Regions from separate parts of the Mus musculus genome. Here all the other regions are linked to region 3. The links are chromatin contacts, called in public HiCAR-type, HiChIP or PLAC-seq and promoter capture Hi-C maps. All regions are on one chromosome and are shown on one strand. The core of a region is the stretch at or near the end of the contact, and the rest is flanking DNA. Distances in the headings are between cores, read along the strand shown.

Region 1 (2,700 bases), core at 15-2,514, 800 kb after region 3:
ATCAGAGGAAAGCGCTTCAGCTAAGAGACAGAGAAACCCCCGCACTAGGTGTCATCATAGTTGACAGGACACATACACACGAAAAACAGTCGCTAAGTTCTCGCAGATTTTGTTTATATGACCTTAACTCCTCAGGACATGACAGCCACCGGGTGCTCTCGGTAGGAGTAAATGTTACTTGAAGTTTGAGTCCAATAAATACCTGGGAGGCGAAACTGTTCTTAGAAGTAACACTTGCAGTTTCGGGTATTACTAAAACGCTTAAAGTTCACGCTCTATCTCAAAAATACAACATGGATAACAAGGGGATTATGGAAGTTCTGTTTTTAGTCTGTGTGGTGCTGCCGGGCATGGAAAAAGTCCCACCTAACTCCCACTGGTAAATTACAGGGACCGGACAGTTTAAAGACTAGCATGTTACTGATTGAACGGGTGTGGAGGGGTCCCCTGTTGCCAAAGAAAAGAAAGGGAGGGAATTGAAAGAGGAATGGCTTTAGGGCAAGGAAACCTTCAGCTGGCACAACCCATTAGCTTCGTGTTTTTAACTCCCTTGGCTTTATGGGAAAACTGTCACTTTAGAGCGCGACTGTACAGGAGCCCCAGGTAGGGAGGAGATAGGCTCTTTGCAGATCCTTGACCTGACCGAGTGTGGATCCTCGAGGTGAATTCAGCCACCAACACCGTGTGCAGGGAAGGGCAAGTTGGAGGCGCGGTGGGAGCACTCACCTTCCCTCCTGGAGGTGGCCTGGGCTGCGGGCAGCAGGAGCGCGACACCAAGGCAGCAGCTGAGCCAGAGCGCAGGCATGGCCGGGCCGCGCTCCGCCGCTGCGGGTGCCTGCCGGGCGCCGAGTCTTCGCTCTGCTGTGCCTTCCTTTTCCCTCGATCAGGTGTTTTATCGACTCTTCTCCCTGACTCAGTCCTGACAGGAAGAGAGCCGGTGTTTCGGGGCGTGACTCACCTGTGAACAAGGAGGACCCAACCCTCCGAGGCAGACAAACACTCAGCGCATGCCGAGCAGTAAACCCGCTCGCTGCGGCCCCGGGCTCCCCCCTCCGCAACCGGGGAGCACACCTGGCCCCGCCGAGGGCGTGGTACTGAGGCTGCGGTCCAGAGATCCTTCTGGAATGTGCCATATCCCCTCCCTCCACCCGCACCCCGCTACACACAGCCGTTCTCTCCCGGGGTGGTCCTGGGCAGAACTCAGGTTGTAGATATCAGCCACCCCTTCCTCAAAACCGGAGGGGGCGAGGGAGTCTCAAGGGCACAGACATCCATTCCAGTCACAGTTGGACGCCCCTTCCACTCTAGTCTAAAACACAGGCAAATTAACCAGGCTGAGGGGCCCAACAGGATCGATCCTCTTCACTCTCAGGGTAACTTTTATTCTGAGATACAGCACGTATACATACCTCTGATTTTACTCACTTCTAAGCACACACACACACACACACACACACACACACACACACACACACACCAGGGTGACCCAAAGGTTGCTCTCCTGGGTCTATCTACCCCCTTAACCTTGAACTAGCAAACTCATTAAGCAAACTCATTAAACTGTTACGAACTAGTTCACAGTTGATATTCAACAAGCCTTCTGCTCATAAGAGAAAAGGTTTCTTAGTCTTTTAACATCTCAGAGCATATTTTTCACGACATTCTCTCTGGCCCCGCTAGAAAATAACGTTAAGAGGGATAGTGCCAGCCAAGCCCGGTGTTAGCTGAAGTGAGTAACACCAAGTGGGGGAGGGGATGCAAATCTTGGCTTATCCCACACTGTCCTGGGAACTTCTCCTACAGTGAATAATGCAGAAGTGACTGTCAGAGAAGGCTCTTAAATCCTGCTATAGACTTAGGATTTACTAGTATTTATGTAGACACAACGTATCCATTACAACCAATAACCACTTCTTTTCCTCATGGTAAGGACAGCAGAGGCCCTAAATAAATACCTAGTCACTGACTAAATGAATGACTGTACCATAGATAGTTCCGTAGCTTAACACTCTAAGATAACTAACAACGTAATCCATACATATTGTCAAAGGGTGTGAGAACTCCCATTTCTAAGTGTGATAGTGACCAGTGTAGGCTGACCAGGAGAGATGTGGCTGGCTTTGTACAGAACATGGAGTCTGAACTAGATACCTAGTTCTAACCAGGAAGTAGACAAAGCATTGAAGAGCAACAGAGGCAAGATAGGGTACTGCAGACAAGCCGACATCTCTAAAATCTAGCGCAAAATGAGCAACAGAATGGATATTCTAATTTTCTTAACCTAGACTCAACTCTCTTCTGCTCTGTCCAAATAATGTGGAGATTCTTCTCACTCAGAATCAGTGCCCAGCTACTGCTAACACTTCAGTTCCTTGAGAGCAGGCATCTATAATTTTTTTCTTCCAGTAGCAGCTATGCGGTGGACAGAGAGAGAGGGGGAGAGGGAGAGGGAGAGGGAGAGGGAGAGGGAGAGGGAGAGGGAGAGGGAGAGGGAGAGGGAGAGGGAGAGGGAGAGGGAGAGGGAGAGGGAGAGGGAGAGAGAGAGAGAGAGGGAGCACACTTGTTTCTGAGTGCTATGATCCTTGCATATCTACCATCCACTAACTGAAAATATTGATACTTCTTGTTTTAGAAAAGTCCAGGTACACAGTGTTGGAGGAGCAGGGCATAGGGCCCTGCAAAATCAAACCTTAAAGGCAA
Region 2 (2,700 bases), core at 155-2,654, 950 kb after region 3:
CATGCTTGTCTCCACACTTGCTTCGGATCAAAGCAAAAGGGAAGACTATCCAGGAGAGCCTTGGAGCTTTTTACACCGGAACAAAACTGCCCTCAATTACAGAGAGTGTCTTCATTACCTTTCTGTTTTCTCCCAACTAGGATTAGCAGTGAAACAGCTCCTAATTAAGGCTGAACAGCTCTGAAGAACAGTAACTTTAAAAGTGAACTTCCACTTTAATTACACATAGAAATACCGGCGGCAAAGGCATTTGCTCCCCTCAAATTCCCCTATCAAAACTAAGAGCAATCATTCTCAACCCTGGAGACAGACAAACATTTTAAAGACAAGTGTTTGAAAGTGGACCTTCAAGACTCTAATGTAAGCATGCTATGTGATAGTCCTGTCCTGCCAGGATGAGTGTTTCATTAGCGCCTCAGGGTGCAAAAGGGGGTGGGGGGGTGTTGGTCCAAAATCCTAACTGCTGAAATAGAAAAGAATCAACGGAACGAGAATCCGGTTGGACTAGAAAGAGTAAGAAAAAAAGAGAGAGATGCTAGCGTGGGACATGGTGGCCCTCACCGGATGTTCAAAGCGAGATGAATTTTAGAAGTTGGAGAAAGGAATTTCTGTGTGTGGCCCACGCTGGAGAACAGACCGTCAGCACGCGGCTGGACAGGCCCCTCAGGCCGGACCAGCGGCTCCATGGATGCGGCCCCGGAGCTGGACCGTGAGCGAGTAGTGGGGACGGGGCTGTCATCGCTTACCCAGGTGCAGCGTGAGGTTGATGGAGTTGGGGTACTGCACCCCGGCCAGCATAGTCTGGCTTTGCCACCAGGTGGTGTCGGCCTGGTTGTTGTAGTCGGTCAGGAAGGCTGCCCCGTGTTGCAGGTGCTGCTGGCCGGCGTCGCACAGGTGACAGGACTTAGTGACTCCGGTCACCCCAGTCTGCACGCAGTACTCCTCGGGCGGAGTCCCACACGTGTTGGTAGCCACCACGGTCACATTGAAGGCGGCATTAACAAACTCCGGCATGCAGCGCTGCGGCCGCCCGCCCTCATCCGCGCACTCGTCCATGGCCGCCCGGACACAGCCCGCCACAGCCGCCAGCACAGCCAACAGCGGCCACAGCCGCCCCCGGGGCTGCAGGGCCAGCGCGGCCCGCCCGCCGCCCGTCATCCCGCTGCGCGCGGGCCCTCGGCAAAGGCTGGGGTGCCGCGCTGCACTCGCCTAGCGGCGTATCCCGAGGCCGATCCTCCGCTGCGGGCCGAGGCCGGGCTGTGGACCGGGCTGGAGGCCGAGAGCCGGACGCAGAGCCGATGGGTGGGCGTCCGAGCCAAGATCGCGCTGCCTCCGCTACCTCCCGGTGCGCAGCCTGCACTGTGCGCCGACCCCCGACTTCCGAGCGCGCACTCGAGAGCGCGCCCCAGGAGGAAGGAGAAGGGGGTGGGGTCTGCCCGGCGGGGTGGGATCTGGCGGTGGAGAAAACCCAAGGCCGGCCTCCTCGGCAGCTCACGCGGGCCAGGAGCTGCTCCCCGCCCTACGCGTCCTCCCCAGCGACTCCCGGCGGCGGCGGGGGCGGCCTGGAGGGCGGTGGGCCAGAGAAGCGAGATGGGAGGGGCGGGAGCCAGAGGACCGGGCGCGAGGTGGGCGGGGCGGTGGAGTAGGAGGGTGGGGTGCGAGGAGGGCGGGACCGGCAGCAAAAGGGAGGGGGGCGCGAGATGGAAGAGGCAAGGGGTCAAGTGGGAGGACTTCTGGATGGGCGTGACTAGAGGTGGGCTGGGCGAGGGGGTAAGAGGGAGGGGCCCAAGGTGGGCGGAGAGGGAGCGTGAGTGAGGGAAGGAGGGCGGGGCGTGGGGTGTGGGGTGCTGGGCAGTGCATGCTGGGAGGGTAGGGGCTTCGGTGGGTTGGGAACCCTCATCCAGGTCTTGTACCTTAGAGGATCTTGCCCTGGAGGGTATGAGGCTAAGAGGAGGTTCTTAAAGGGAGACGCAGGTGGGTGAGGTGGCCCGGAATCTGTGTTTTTGACTTCATGAGGACTTGGACCCTGGCCCAACCAGATGTCAGTCCTTACGGTATAGCTCAGCCACTACCTGACTCTGGAGCCTGAACACAGCGCAACGGTGCGGTGGCCTGCGTGACCTCGCCCTCCCCAGCCGTCCCGGGCATTGCCTCCTGTATCCCGGGGCAAGCCCTGCCCACGCTGAGGGGAGAGATCCCGAGGTGTCCAAGGGACTGGATCCCTGTGGAACACAGGGCTCGATCTCAGCTTCAGAGTCAATTTTGTGATTTCCTTGCTCTAAATTAAAATGTGACTGTCATTTAACCGGGCAAGGAAGGAAGTGAGAAGGCTGGGAATGGAATGACATTTTCCCCTGGATACGCAGACCTGCTTTGAAATTCTTCCACTCTGTTGTTTGTGTGTCCTAGCTTGCCTTTAAAAGACTCGAAATTATCTGGATTCTGACATCCTCCTCTTCGGACCTGCTGAGTCACAGAATATTGTCAGTGCCAGAATGACTCAGTTCCCAGAGCCCGAGCCAAAAGATCATGCGTTTTAGTCTCAGATCAGAACTACCTGCAGTGCTGATAGGACCAGCAGACAGGGGAAGGGAGGGTGCTGTAAAAATGAACCAGCTGAGAGCCGGGCTTGGCAGCACACTGTGCTAATCCCAACCCAAGATGCAAAGCAGACCAGCAAAGTGTAAGCTCCGGATCAGT
Region 3 (2,700 bases), core at 173-2,672:
CAAAAAATTGAAACAGAACTGCGATGAAGTCAAACAAGTCAAAGTTTACCAACTTTGAAACAGAAATAAGATTCAAACTTGGGAAGTCTGAACTGGCCTCCATGTTCCTAGTCACTGTTGATGTCTTCTCTGTTTCTCTCTACATCCTCCCCTGTCGTTATGGTAACTAGTGACATTCCCACGCTATTGTTTATGGAGTCGATGATGGGAAATCAAAGAAAACACCAAGCATAGATGGGCGTGATGGCTCACACCTTTAATCCCAGCACTCGGGAGGCAGAGGCAGGCGGATTTCTGAGTTCTAGACCACCCTGGTCTACAAGGTGAGTTCCAGGACAGCCAGGGCTATACAGAGAAACCCTGTCTCGAAAAACCAAAACCAAAACAAACAAACAAAAACAAAAAATAAAAAAACCCACCAAGCTTCATGAAGTGCTGAAAGGTTCCTTTTTTAAGATTTGTATTTACAAATATTCGCTTTCCTTGATTGTTTTAACACACTTATCCGACTCAATAACTCTCAAAGGGGGGAGTTGCCATTTTATTAATGAACCAGTCCTGGAGGTCTCTGTACAGCCTTCATTCATTATCAGCAGACTGCTTGTGGCTTAACGGATACAAAGTTATCAATTTCCCAAGCAGAAGCAAGCAGAAGGTTATCCTTATTTTCCTTGAGGCCAACACAGAAAATACAATGTCAATAGTTCTCTGGCCTGTACAAGAACTTACTCAAGCTTTCCAAGAAAGAAGAAAAATTAGGATTCTGTCCCCATACAGAATCAAGATGCACACTTTGGGCCTAAGGCTAAGTGTAATACGACTGTGCCTAAATACATTATTTGCGGACTCCTAGATCTCAGCCGTAGTCCACAAACTGTTTCTGATCGGTTAGCTGTGGACTCAGCCCATCTCAGAAAGGACTACATAGTTAGGAAAACAGGTATTAATGGAGGGCTCATCAGCGGCCTCTGGGTTAAGAGTGGCCTTGGCAGCATGACAGGAATGGTGTTAATCTATACTATATAACTCATATAAACAAACAAAAATGACACTGCGGGCGACCAGTGGCCTTGCACTCGGGGGTCCCCCCCTACCCCACGCCGCGAGGCTGGCGTGCGTCCTCCGCCGAGACGCGGGCCGGAGAGGGAGCGCGGTGCCGAGGGCCGGGTCGGCGCCCTGCTGGCCTCGCGCCTCCTGACCTTAGGGTGTGTGCCCATCCAGGCGTCCTCCGGAGCCCATGTGTGGGCGCCGCCGCCATCGCGAACGGGAGCCGGGCCAGGCCCGCTACATCCCGGGGTAGGTTTGGAATCGCTGCGCTCCTCCATGCCGCCCGCGCAGAAAGCCGTGGTGCACCGCAAACCCCGCTCGGCCAGAAGCAGACGGTCCAGCGCGCGGGAGTTCCGCTTCCCGCCGCGCACACTGGGCGGAGAGTTGGCCGGGCCACGCCCTCTGACTAGGGACCGGCACCAGCGCGGATGAGCTCCGCCCCCTCCACCTTCCCTCTTCACCACCTCCAGTCTGGGCAGGTTGTAGGGTAGAGAAAGTTAACTAATAACCTGAATTCAGAATTCTTCAGCCCTTCATAAACCCGTGCTCTCTAGCTTGAGAAATGAAGGATTCTTAACCCGTCTTTGCCTTCAATTCCTGGGAGCAGAAAAAGACCCCATTCAATGCCCTGCTGTCGAAGTTTAAAATTAAAACACAGTTGTAAAGCAAGTCCATCTTTCAAGATTAGAAAAAAACATGAAGTGTTGAACGGGTACTGAGAACTAACGTAAACAAATGACTTAAAAAGCCAAAGATGTGACCCTTCAGACTGATGGGTAGGACATGGCAAGTGGGTTTGGATTTACCCTGAGTAAGAAAGGAGCCAGTGGAGGTTCCTGGTATTAAGAGGAGTGGTTACAAAGCCACTATATTAACCAAGACCAAAAAGGCTTCCAAAATTAAAAAAGTACCAGGCAAAAGAAAACTTGTGATTCAAAACGCAGTAGATTAAGAATCTTGTGTTGAACCAGGCAGTGGTGGCCCACGCCTTTAATCCCAGCACTTGGGAGGCAGAGGCAGGTGGATTTCTGAATTCGAGGCCAGCCTGGTCTACAGAGAGAGTTCCAGAACAGCCAGGGCTTCACAGAGAAATCCTGTCTCGAAAAACCAAAAAAAAAAAAAAAAAAAAAAAAAAAAGAATCTTGTGTTGAAACAAAACTTTGATGAGACCATTACATCCATCAGCAATGAAATACAACAAACCATATTTTTAATGGATGGAAATCTCAAGGGTCAAATCTCAAAAATGAAAATTTTTTTTAAAATCCAAATAGGTATTCTGTAGTTCAAGATTACAGTTTTGGAAATAAAGATTTCCAGTGGGTGATTTTTGACAACCAAAATGGAATTTGGGGGGAAGAGCAGGTGAAGTTGCAGATAGATCAAGAGAAATCACTACAGATGAACAAAGAGTGAGATGTTATTTTCATAAGTGTGAGGGTGGCAGGGGGCAAAGTGCCAGGCTTAGTGGTGAATGATCATGATCTCAGTATTCAGGAGGCTGAAATGGGAGGATTGTGATGTTGAGCCCAGCTGAGTCTACAGAGTGAGTTCTAGATCAGCCTGGACTATAGATCAAAACCTGTCACAGTAAACGAACACGCAGAGAATGAACAACGCCTTAAGGAGTTGCCCCATGTTAGTGAACTAATA
Region 4 (2,700 bases), core at 201-2,700, 960 kb before region 3:
CCTGGGACCTGGAGTTACAGATGGTTTCCATCTGTCAAGTGGATGGCTGGGAACTGATAAGAGTCTTCCGCAAGAAAAGCAGGTGACCTAAACCACTGAACAATCTCTCTGGTCCTAGTTACCATTTCTACAGGTTGTAATAGGTGCTATTGTCTCACTTTTAATCGTTAAATAGTTAACTCCCCACATAGGAATCCTAGTCCAAAAGCGGTTAAAAGGCCTTCAGTCGTCTTGTGGGGCCAGGCTTCTGACCTTTAAGCTAAGGAGCTAAGCAAATACTTTACCACTGAGATAAGTACATTCGTAGCCCTTAAGGGCTTTAGAACTTGCAAAAGACTGGTGGGGACAAAGTTTACGTTAAACTGGGGAAGGAAAAACACCTTCAAACACTCCAACTAGGAAGGACAATGAGAGAGCAAAACTTCCAGACAGCATTTCAAAGTAACAAACAATCACACACCGTCTCCTATGGTTTCCCAACAGAGGAAAAAAACCTGAGAACCTCCCCTCTTGCCTTAAACGCTCAAGACAGTCCGAAGCAGGCAACCTGAAAGAAAGATCAATTTGGGTTGTTTTTGTTTTGTTTTTCCAGTCTGCTCCAGTGTGCTTATTAGAAATAAAGTGAAGAGAACAAATAAGACTTCGGTGATAAACAAGTCCAGGATATATATATTTATAAAACTTGAGGCGCAGAGGATTCCCTGGCCATATTCCTTAGAGAATCTGAAATGCATCAAAGTGATACATTTGTTAGTAAAAGCCTAAAAAAAAACAAAACAAAACAGGTCAAAACTGCAAAACAATCTCCTACAACCACACCGCGCCTATTCTGCTATCCTTAACCTAGAGGCAAAATTGAAAAAGTGAAGAGCGTCCGGGTCGCAAGTTGTGGGGGGGAAAGTTGTGGAGAGCGGAGTCAGGACTCTACCTCAGGGGGCTGACAGAAAAGTGCTTCTGGGATTCATAAACTGCCTCGGCCCACCCCCACACAAGCCGCCATCGGTCCCCCCACCGCCTCAGGTCCAGCTGGAGCAACCCGGCCACACACTCCACGAGCCGGCCGACCTCCGACCAGCCCCCGCAGTCGCCCGGCCCAGACCTCAGCTCGCGGGTCCCGAGCCCGACCGACGTCCGGGTACAGGAGGCCAGCAGTGAAAAGCTGTCGCCCAGAGAGATGTCCACGCGCCCGGAATACCCTAACTTACCTGAGTCCGCGGCAGCAGCAGCCACAGCGACAGTGGCGATTCCCCGGACCAGTCGGACACCCAAAGCGCCTTCCCAGAGCCCGCTGCACACTGGGAAATGTAGTTCTGTACTCGGACCCCCGCCAGGAGCCGAACGCTCCAGGCAATTCTAGAGTTCTCGGCGCTCTGTGTGTGTTTCCTCCAAGGACCGGAACTGAGCACCGCCCATGAGGCGCGATGCCTCCTGGGTGTTGTAGTCTTATTTCGGTTCGGTGGCGGCCAGTGATGCAGAGGACGTACCGAGGAAACGGAACTCTTTTTCCTCATTGGACACTGTCCGCCACACGCTTCTGCGCAGTCTGTGGTGGCGTCGTAACGCCTCGGGGAAGGGGAAGCCGGCGAAGGGTCGAACCGCTGCCTCTGGCTTTCAGTTTTTCTGCTGACAGGGTTGGGTCACTGGAGCTCCGCCGTTTGTCTGTGGCACGCGTACAGCCTTCCCAATTGCTTCCCCGCCCTTGGATCCAGCCCTGTGTGCATTAACGTCTATTAACCCACTCCGCCGCGAGTCCCCTCCGCGTCCCCTGGCTCGGAGGCCGTAACTATGGAGAATATGGCGGAGGAGGAGCTGCTACCCCAGGAGAAGGAGGAGGCCCAGGTCAGGGTCCCGACCCGGGCCCCGGATTCGGCTCCGGTCCCAGCTCCGGCCGCAGATACGGCTCTGGACTCGGCTCCGACGCCGGACTCGGATCCAGCCCCAGCCCTTGCCCCGGCCCCGGCTCCGGCCCTGTCCCCGTCCCTAGCCTCTGTCCCCGAGGAGGCTGAAAGCAGTAAGTGCAGACGGCCTGATCTCTCTGCCGCAGAGAAGCGAGAAACCATGCCTCGCTGGGGAATAGGGGAGGCCCTTCTCCAGGGTGTTTTTTTTAATGTGGAAAGGCAAATTTAGAAAAATGGGAGGAGGAGGAGGAACCAGAGCGGCAGGTAAGAGTAAAAGGAATACAGCATGGAAAGGGATACTTCTTCCATAAACCTCGAGGATATCATCCTGAAGGATATATGAAGGCCAGGCGTGAGGCAGAGAAAAATAAACAATGAAATTAGTGGCTGTGTCCGTTAGTGTCTTTAGTAGTTTCCATCTCAACCCAGTCTACAATAGTTTTAAAACTTTCCACTGTGTTACAGTAATGGAGGTACTAAGGTAGTAGTAGATCAAGATTGAGAAACTGAAAGCATTTTTCAGTCAGGACTTATACACACTGATGGATTTGTCTCATTGCTGGAGTATACTTTGCTCCCGAGAATAGAAACTCCGTCTCTTGTATCTGCCAAATACTAATTGAGCTTTGTACTTCATTCCAAAGGACAACGATCGTGAAAACGTATAGCCCATATTTTTATTTTCTGAATGTGTTTATACATGTTCCGAGTGGTGGTTTTTCGGTTCATATAAGAAACATAAGACTGATAATTATTAGCATTTTAAGGATCTTCTTAACATTTTGCACAGCGGGCCTAAAAA
Region 5 (2,700 bases), core at 92-2,591, 670 kb before region 3:
GCCTGAAACTTGCTCTGTTAGAGCAGGATACTAGTGCTGACTGCCCCTAGTGGTTCTGCCTCTGCTGTAACACCCGCTTCTAGTTGGCATTGCTGGTTACTACAGCCCTGCACAGAGGTCTGTGGCTGAATTGTCAGGCCCTGTTGTCTGTGCTGTGACTGTCTTTGTTCTTCCCCATGCCTTTGAGACTGAGGTAGGCGCATATAAATGCTCACCTCGAACATTCCAGGCCAAACAAGCTCTCTCAGCTGGATGCCTAGCCCTGAATACCCACTACCCCATCGGGACCACACTGCCAGGCAGAGCAAGGAAGGCCTGCACCTGTCCTATTGGAGTTTCAGACTAGCCACTTGTCTTAGTGGCTGGTGACACTCATGTATATGATACCCTTGGAGATTTTGAGCTCTTTAAAAGCAGAGGCTTTATTTTATTCTCTGCATCAGGGCTGGTCTCAGATTAGATGCCTAGCAAGTGTTTCTTGATTGAAGAAATTTTCAAATGAACGCTACCAAGATTCGGAGTCTGGAAAGTTTGCAGGTTTTGATCATCAGGAAAGGCTACCTGCAAGAGGGTGGACATAAGTTGGTTCTTGAAACTGGGAATTTGGGGAGCCAGAGGAGCCGATGGGGATGTCTGGCTTCTGGGTACCATAGGAAAATCCAGGCTTACTGGGCAGAGTGCTAATATGGTGTTTTGTTTTCTGGTCTCTCTCAGTGATAACGGAGGCAGCCATCTTGAAGAAACACAACTTATTTGAAGACAACATGGCCTTGCCCAGTGAAAGTGTGTCCAGCCTGACAGACCTCAAAACCGCCATGGGGTCAAACCAGGCCAGCCCAGCCAGAAGAGTATCTGCCATTCTCCCAGGAGCTCCAGATAATGAGCTCCCAAGTAATGAAGTGTTCCAGGAGCCAGAGGAAAAGAAGGAGCAGCCTGGGGTGCCTGGCTCACTGGCCATCTCTGCGTCCAGCTGTCCTTCAGGTGGGGATGGGCAGGTGTCTGTGGATCACTCTGCTGGGGGCCCTCTCACTGTAGAGAATACAGCAGGACCCCTCAGCTCACACTTGTCAGAGGTGGAAGCTGGGGGGACCCTTAAAGATGAGGAACCAACCTGCCAAAGTCCAGAGCCTAGCGCTGTGCCAGGGTCCCTGAAGGAACTGAAAAAGTTGTTGACTGTGACGGTGTCCGTAGAGTCTGCCCCGGTGGTTGAAAATGATATCCACAACGGGACACCTGTTCCCCAAGAGAATATAAAAGAAGAAGAAAGCAAGATCCACCCAGAAGCCAGCCACCCAGCTGCCATCCAGCAGGACAGCTGTGAAGAAAGGGAAGTCAGAGAGAAGGAGGCCCAGCCTTTGGAAGCTGAGGCTCCTGGGGTGGACTTGGGGATACTGCCAGAGGGTAGAGGCTCTACCTCTCAGTCCACCAGTGGGGGGCTCACTGAGAACACCAGCTGTCCAGGCCCCATAGAGGAGCCATTTGAGGCTCAAGAGCCAGCAGAGAAGGTGCTCCCAGCCATAGTTTCTACAGAGGACAGCCCCCAGGCAGGAGGTGAGGCTGAGCATTCGGTGACAGTCACACCTCAAGAAGATGCCACGTTAAGCTCTAACCCCATCTGTCCCATGGAGAGCAATGAGGTGGCCCAGGCTTCTGGGGATCAAGAAGTGCTGGGAGGGGAGGATAGCTCAGCCCTTGGTATGGATACAGAGCAAGTCAATGATACTCATGAGCATGCTTGTCAGTGGCTGGTGGAGGATACCCTGAGCACTGACATCCTAGCCGTACATGATTTTGATGTGAGCTCCCCAGAGCAGCCCTCAGAGGAGTGGTAGGAACAGTTTGCTAGCCGTTTTTCTTTTAAAACTGTCAGCAAGGGGGGTCTTAGTTATGGGGTATCCTTAGGGGGGTTGCATGTGACTTGCTATAAAAGTTATGAAATATTTCTTTGATTTGAATGGTGAAGCCAGAGGAAATGTCTAGCGGGTGTGAGCGCTGAGCTGTCTTTGAGGAGCTGAAGTGCTCCCTATGAATGATCGCTTTAGCATTTTAGTAGAAATGGGGTAGGAGAACTGGAGCCTTGGGGGTGAAAGGCAGTTCAAGGGGCTCCAGAGAGGGGCCAGTGTAGGAGCAGCAAATGACACCTCAATATTCTCTTCACCGAAACATGGTACACATTTCGAACTGCACTTGAAGGCATTCTAATCAAGCACGTGAAGGACTCCAGCCACACCACCCACTCAGTCGGCTTCACTGTCTCTTGTCCACAATCAGGCCACACGAAAGAGGAAGTTGGGAACCAGGCGTCCCTGTCCTGTAAAGTACCCAGAGCCACTCACGGCTCGTAGATCTCAGGTGATGCAGAGCAGAAATCCAAGGTGAAAGGTCTGTGCAGCATCTATCTAGACCTGTTCCTAATCCTGCTATCAATTCCTTGTTGGTTAATTTTGTTGGTTTATATTAATTAATCACCTTTTAAGGAAACTCAGATGGGGCAAGAGATTTCATTGGCACAAATTAGCCTTGGGCTGTACAAAGTGCTTGGCTAAATGTTCTAGCTCAAAACCTGCCAATTACACAGACATTATTTGAACAGCTACCGTATGCTCTGTTCGTCACAGTAATAAATAAGAGATCAGGTGCTTTGCTTCATATAAATTAAAAGGCTCGTGAAAATTTAGTCTAGAAGAAAAGAGTATTTAT
Region 6 (2,700 bases), core at 144-2,643, 890 kb before region 3:
CTTTATTAAAATATTCAACAATTACAAATAATTAGATACCAATTCCACTAAGTACTCCAGTTGATTATCTCGAAACTATCAAAAAATAATTGAATGCAAATGACTTATGGTACTTTTAATTAAAATATGGCTTAAATTACTTGACACTATGCCTTCCTTTTTTTTTATTTCAAAAGAAATAACCGCATACCAAATACTTAAAAGCCTAGCTAAGCTTTTTCACACACCGTGTAGAAAGTCTGACATTTCCACAACAAGTCACAAGGCATACAAACTTCCGACAGCTTCTTTAAAAAGACACCCAACGGGGCTTCGGGGACATGAATCGGTAATCTGTTCCGGTGGGCAAAAGCAAAGAAAGGAACCTCAAAGTTTCCAAGACCGACCTTTTTTTTTTTTTTTTTTTTTAAACCAACAACAATATCTCTGCGAGTATGAAGGCGACTTCTGAAGCGAGGAAACGATTCTAACAAGGGCCGGGACTCGGGAGCCGACAGGCAGAGGGAGTGGACCAAGGATTTCGGCAAACACAGCCCGGGGTCAAAACGCGAAGCAGCTCGAACCCACGGAGTCGCCCCCTCCCCCAACACCGCCTCCAGGGTGAGCCCGTGGCTCGCGGAGGCGGCAACAGATACTCCGGGGCAGGCGGCGGCTCTCCAGGAATGTGGGGCCGAGAGGGGATCCCGAGCCCACCCCGGTGCCAGGTCCCAAAGGAGAGCTGTCGGCCCGGAGCGCCCCTCCCCGCCCCCACGGCGCCGACCTCCGGGCCCCGCGAGCAAGCCCAGGGCTAAGTTCTCCCAGCGCTCCGGTGCCGCCCTCGAGGCCCCGGCCGCCGTAAGCCCAGGGCCGCGCGGGTGCGCTTCCCCGAAGGGCTCCGGACGCTTCGCCAGCCCGGTGCTCACGGGCCGCGAACAATGAGCCCTCCCGGGCGGGCCGCGAGCGGCGGAGCGAACGGCCGGGGGCGGCGGCGCCATCGCCTCACGGCCCCTCGCGGCCGCGGACACACACACACACACACACCCCCAGCCCCGCCGCCGCTCGGGCCGCGGCCCGTTCCGGGTGCCCCTGCCCCAGCCCGCCGCCCTCGCAGACGTCGCCATCCCCCTCCCTGCCTAGCTCACCGGCTCCTGCCCCAGCCCGGGGGTGCGCTGGCAGTGGCCGGAGCGAGACTCGAGAATCAACCGCCGGCGCCGCCGCACAATATGGCGAGTCTCGGCTTCCGCAATGGAGCTCGGGAAATACAACAGGGGCCGCTCAATATTCATGAGAGACTGGGGAGGGGGGAGCCGGCTCGGCCGGAGCTGCGGGGAGGGCGGGAAGGAGCGAGCGAGCGAGCGAGCGAGCGAGGAGGCGGAGGCGCGGGACGCGGACGCGCACCGCGCGGGGAGGCCCCTGGCGTAGGGGAAGGGGCGTGCCTAGTGCAGGCCCGGACCGCCGGGCCACGCCCACACCCTGGCCCTGGCTCCGCCCCCGCCCGTGGCTACAGCTCGCCAGACGCCCCCAGCGCCGGCGCAGCCCCCAGCCAACGCCTGCTGACTTGGGCGTCTTCTTTCTGTCTGTTTCCCCCGTCCTGGAGCCTTTCTGGGCCTGTCTGAGCCCACAGGTTGCGCCTTCCCTCCCGCTGCTGAGGTTTCGATTTGGGCTTCCAGCCCCTGACTTCGTCCTCGTCCTCGTAGTCATCCCAGCCCAAGTAAATCCTCAGGGTTTCTGCTGCAGAACTTTCCGGACTTTGGATCTCTAAGGCATACAAAGCCAGCAAGATCTAAGGAAAGTGACCTTCAACTCTGGAAATAGGCGCTTGTTAGTACGTCCCTAATGATCTCCTTGCTACTCTTTATATCGACCTCCTTGACGCTTTCAGTGTTCTGAATTTGAAAATATAAGTAGCCATAGATAGTTGTCATTACCACCACCACTACCCAAAAAAATAGCCTGCAAGTTGTCACTCGGTAATTCCTGCATTTAACTTTTAAGTAACACGTAGGAAAAAAAGTTCCCTAACTTCAAAATGTTTCATTGGTCATGGTCTCTTGAAAGGATAATCAAGAATAGCAGATGATAAATGGGAAGGCACTTAATTTGCACTGCACTGAAATTGGGCGAGGTGGCTTATAGCTTCCAGTAACGTTATTATGGAATTCCTTTTCTGTGGCTTAAAATTTTCTTACTTATTGTATTATTCGGGGTTTTCTATAGAAACAACTAATAGAATGCATATATATTAAATATATTCAGCATATAGAGAGGGGGGATATTAAGTATATGCAATATAGAGAGAGGTGGGGTGGGTATTAGAGTGGCTTACAGGCTGTGGTCTAAGCCAACAGTACTGTCTCCAAACTACAAGGTGAAGAACCTAGTAGTTTTAAGCCCTTGGTGCTGGCTGTGTCAGCGGGTCGTTGGCCTATGTTGGAATCCAAAGAAGTGTTTTTTAATATCAGTAAAGTAATGTCTCAGCATCAGATCTTGCTGGCGAAAGCTTTCTACTCACCCCTTCCTTTTTTGTATGCTACCACAGAAGGTGTGGCAAAGAGTTCAGATGGGACTTCAAGGCTTGAATGATCCAATCAAGAAAACATTCACGAGTGTGCTCAGTTGTTTGGTGTTTTGTTAATCCCAGATGTGACCAACCAGGATTGGTGCTCACACTTACTGTCCACTCTAGCAATTTAAAAAGCCCAAGGTTAAACTTTTCCCGGG
Region 7 (2,700 bases), core at 193-2,692, 820 kb before region 3:
TGAGTCCTGGGAGTAAACACTCACACCACCATGGCTGGTGTTTAGGGAGGGTTCAGGCGAAGTCTCTCGGTGTTGTTAGCTTTTCTTCTCTTTTCTTTTTTCTTTCCTTTTATTCTCCTTATTTCCTTCCTCCTTTCTTTTTCTTTTTTTCTCTCTCTCTCTTTTTGATACTGCTTTTCATGTAGCTCAAGCTGGCCTCCGACTCTCCATGTAGCCCACTCCTCCAGCGTTCGTTCGCCTCCCAGAGTGCAGGAATTGCAGATACGCACTGGCACACCTTGTTTGTGAGATGCTGAGGTGCAAACCCAGAGCTCCAGGAATGCTACTAGCAGCACTCTGTTCATGAGCCTGAAGATGTTAGCCTGTGAGAGTTGAATGAATGAGGCACCCAGAGAGGAAAACTGAGCAAGTGGTTCACCTTGGCATAGGGGAGCGAGCAGGGCAGGGGCTGGAACCTAGAGAGCAGAGACAGAAACGCTGGTAAATGAGAGGGGAAGCCCCCCACCCCTCAGGCTATAATAGACCCTTGGCTTTTCCTTTGAAGCCCGGAGCCGGGTTAGACTGTTGTGAGGCTTAATGTGAGAAACGAGGGCAGTGGAGATGGTAAGAATTCCCTGGACGTTGGACATATTTTGAAATTAGACTCGACAGGATTTTACTGATGATCTAGTGTACAGGGTGCGAGAGACTCGGTGTGTGAGCTGTGAGAAATATGTGTTAAAGTTCTGGTGAATTAACTTTAGAGGCAGCTGTGGAGAAGCCTTAAAGTCCTCTTTAGGCCTGGTTAAGTTGATAGGAATTGTAAAACTCCTGGCCACTAAGAACAGAAAGAAATCAGGATGACCCCTCTGCCCAGGGTGTTCTTGCCTGAGGCGGCCAAGCTGAAGAGATAGTGGCCTTGCATACGAGAAACCACGTGGTAAGAAGACTTGAAGGTTAAGGTGTCAGGACAGACTCCCTGGAGTCGTAGGCAGGTTCAGGGCTTACTTAGTGTGTGGAACCGGCCTTGGCTTCTCCCATTTCTCTCCCCTGCTTCCCCTTCAGTTCCCATCTCTCAAATCCAAGTGCTTGGTTACAAGAAGCTTTGACTCTCCAAGGTTCCCATACTTCCGTGCAAGGGAATTCCGGAGGTGGGGATGCGGATGGGAGTGGGGGATCTGTGGACAGGTGGCTGGAGAACAGGAAGGGGAAGGGCTCCTGACCTCCACCTGGTGGGACTGTAAATCTCCATCTGGGAGAAGTTACAGTCACATGGAAGAAGTCCGCTCTCTCCACTCCCTCCACGATGGGTCTGGGCTGTCCCCAAACTGGTGAAAAGTCAGTCTCGAGAAGGAGGAAAGTATTTTTACTATGGTTACTCCCTGGAGTTCCTAGGACAGCCCCCGGGGTTCCAGCGCAGCGAGGGCGGGAAGACAGCCCCCGGGCCAGCCCACACATCTTCCGAGGGCGCGGGCCTGGAGGAGGCGCCCGGGCCGGCGACGCCTCTCAAGGAAGTTGGCCCTTTAATTACAGAGCCAGTTCCCTGACACATCCACCTTCAGCGGCAAGCAGCAGGCGCAGTTGGTGTCAGTCCTCTGCCTCCCGTGCAGCACCGCGGCCATGGGCGGCTCAGCTTCCAGCCAGCTGGACGAGGGCAAGTGCGCCTACATCCGAGGTACGGCGGCCAGGGCGGCAGGGTGGCGCAGAGCCAGGGCTAGCCTGGTCACCTGCACGCTGATCTTCCGAGGGAGCACTGGCTAGCTGGTGCTACCGGCGGGCGTTGGGCTCCTAGACTTGCGCTCGCCTCCGGGAGCGGAGCCCCGGTGTCCTGTTTCAAGCACCCGCGACTCAGGTGGGGTAGAGAGTAGGGACGGGATGATGCAGGACACACGTGAGAGGCAGGTACTCCCAGGGTGGCTGGAGAGAACTTTGTTGGTGCCCCCTCGCACTCCACCCCTCCTGCCCCCGCCCTGTGCCCCTCCAGCCTCAGAATCTGTTCCTTCCCTGCTGGGGAGACATCTTTCTTGTTTGTACTTGGCTCTGAGTAATTTCCAAAGGTTAGAGGTTTACTGGGGTTATCCCCTCGAGTTTTGAGATTTCCTTAGTGGTAGTGGTGGGGAGTTCCTGGGCTATCAGAATTTCCCTCCGGGTCATATTGGCCTGGTTTTGTAAAGTGCAGCGCAGGCCACACCTTCTCCTGAACTTCACACCAATTGCAGGGCGATTTCATCAGAAGCAGAAAGGATGAAATCTTTACCTTTTCAGGTTGGATGGTTCCCTTCCTTCCCCTGAGAGGGAGGAAAACAAAAGGGGAAGCTCGGAGTGTTTTTGCAACAGTTGTTAAAGCTATAGATGGGGAGAAACATCTTTTTAGGAGATCTTGACCTACGGAGTGATTCAGTAAGAGAGAGACAGGCAGAAGAAACCAAAACTCGGTGGCACAGAAACTGCAGGAAATCCAGAGTTCTTATCTTTCGTTGTGTTTGGTTCTTACCCCACCCACCCTAATCTTGCCCTCAGCCACAGACATTCAGCTAGCTATGAATTTAGTGCCCCACTCCTGGCTTCCCAAGTACTTTGAAAAGTATGTATTAAAGGAGGGCTACTGATTTCTTTGAGTTAATTTTATATGCAGCCACTTTGCAGAATTTATCAGCTGTAGGAGTTCTCTGGTAGATTTTGGGGTCATTTATGTATATTATGATATCATCCAAAAATAGC

The links. Promoter capture Hi-C pulls out the DNA fragments that hold promoters and counts their contacts. HiCAR-type assays count read pairs that join an accessible place to other places. HiChIP or PLAC-seq counts read pairs in DNA pulled down with a chosen protein or histone mark. Capture Hi-C pulls out chosen DNA fragments and counts their contacts.
Region 1: a promoter capture Hi-C map of hippocampal neurons shows a contact between it and region 3, with 2.4 times the contacts expected there. The contact joins the promoter of Lamc2 here to the promoter of Tsen15 in region 3. A contact is called at or near these places in 3 of 39 promoter capture datasets (cranial neural crest, frontonasal cranial neural crest and hippocampal neurons) and 1 of 115 datasets of contacts at active chromatin or transcription factors (bone marrow-derived macrophages).
Region 2: a contact with region 3 is called in an H3K4me3 HiChIP or PLAC-seq map of bone marrow-derived macrophages, with 5 times the contacts expected there. The contact joins the promoter of Lamc1 here to the promoter of Tsen15 in region 3.
Region 4: a contact with region 3 is called in a HiCAR-type map of astrocytes, with 2.9 times the contacts expected there. The contact joins the promoter of Trmt1l here to the promoter of Tsen15 in region 3. A contact is called at or near these places in 4 of 39 promoter capture datasets (the C10 cell line, embryonic stem cells, hematopoietic stem and progenitor cells and 1 more), 1 of 484 Hi-C or Micro-C datasets (B cells), 7 of 115 datasets of contacts at active chromatin or transcription factors (acute myeloid leukemia, astrocytes, embryonic stem cells and 3 more) and 2 of 9 other capture datasets (adipose tissue and liver).
Region 5: a promoter capture Hi-C map of the 3T3-L1 cell line shows a contact between it and region 3, with 3 times the contacts expected there. The contact joins the enhancer-like site here to the promoter of Tsen15 in region 3. A contact is called at or near these places in 3 of 39 promoter capture datasets (the 3T3-L1 cell line, the C10 cell line and pre-B cells), 3 of 484 Hi-C or Micro-C datasets (B cells, cortical neurons and palatal mesenchyme), 3 of 115 datasets of contacts at active chromatin or transcription factors (bone marrow-derived macrophages, embryonic limb bud and large pre-B cells) and 2 of 9 other capture datasets (liver and macrophages).
Region 6: a contact with region 3 is called in a promoter capture Hi-C map of pre-B cells, with 3 times the contacts expected there. The contact joins the promoter of Rnf2 here to the promoter of Tsen15 in region 3. A contact is called at or near these places in 16 of 39 promoter capture datasets (the 3T3-L1 cell line, 3T3-L1-derived adipocytes, the C10 cell line and 9 more), 2 of 484 Hi-C or Micro-C datasets (the HPC-7 cell line and palatal mesenchyme), 3 of 115 datasets of contacts at active chromatin or transcription factors (bone marrow-derived macrophages, large pre-B cells and pro-B cells) and 1 of 9 other capture datasets (macrophages).
Region 7: a promoter capture Hi-C map of adipose tissue shows a contact between it and region 3. The contact joins the promoter of Niban1 here to the promoter of Tsen15 in region 3. A contact is called at or near these places in 3 of 39 promoter capture datasets (the 3T3-L1 cell line, hippocampal neurons and pre-B cells), 1 of 484 Hi-C or Micro-C datasets (palatal mesenchyme), 1 of 115 datasets of contacts at active chromatin or transcription factors (memory CD8 T cells) and 2 of 9 other capture datasets (adipose tissue and liver).

Annotation. Positions count from the first base shown.
Region 1 is chr1:153,185,183-153,187,882 of GRCm38.p6, forward strand. It overlaps Lamc2 (laminin, gamma 2), which reads right to left and starts at 1,265. Exons shown (of 24, transcript NM_008485.3): 1 at 1,072-1,265; 2 at 727-919. The coding sequence starts at 805.
Region 2 is chr1:153,331,382-153,334,081 of GRCm38.p6, forward strand. It overlaps Lamc1 (laminin, gamma 1), which reads right to left and starts at 1,405. Exons shown (of 28, transcript NM_010683.2): 1 at 747-1,405. The coding sequence starts at 1,158.
Region 3 is chr1:152,385,260-152,387,959 of GRCm38.p6, forward strand. It overlaps Tsen15 (tRNA splicing endonuclease subunit 15), which reads right to left and starts at 1,423. Exons shown (of 5, transcript NM_025677.3): 1 at 1,200-1,423. The coding sequence starts at 1,325.
Region 4 is chr1:151,427,092-151,429,791 of GRCm38.p6, forward strand. Trmt1l (tRNA methyltransferase 1 like) reads left to right here and starts at 1,451. Exons shown (of 15, transcript NM_026876.4): 1 at 1,451-2,011. The coding sequence starts at 1,786. Swt1 (SWT1 RNA endoribonuclease homolog (S. cerevisiae)) reads right to left here and starts at 1,344. Exons shown (of 20, transcript NM_025819.4): 1 at 1,206-1,344.
Region 5 is chr1:151,716,515-151,719,214 of GRCm38.p6, forward strand. It overlaps Niban1 (niban apoptosis regulator 1), which reads left to right. Exons shown (of 14, transcript NM_022018.3): 14 at 715-2,700. The coding sequence ends at 1,832. Among named protein-coding and RNA genes, the nearest start is that of Gm41969, 19 kb to the right of the region's middle. Within about 2 kb of position 1,342, at least 46 of the 459 cell types and tissues checked have an H3K27ac peak or open chromatin away from gene starts, as enhancers often do. A contact at or near this core is called in B cells, where this site is marked.
Region 6 is chr1:151,499,598-151,502,297 of GRCm38.p6, forward strand. It overlaps Rnf2 (ring finger protein 2), which reads right to left and starts at 1,394. Exons shown (of 7, transcript NM_011277.3): 1 at 1,122-1,394.
Region 7 is chr1:151,569,931-151,572,630 of GRCm38.p6, forward strand. Niban1 (niban apoptosis regulator 1) reads left to right here and starts at 1,443. Exons shown (of 14, transcript NM_022018.3): 1 at 1,443-1,654. The coding sequence starts at 1,600.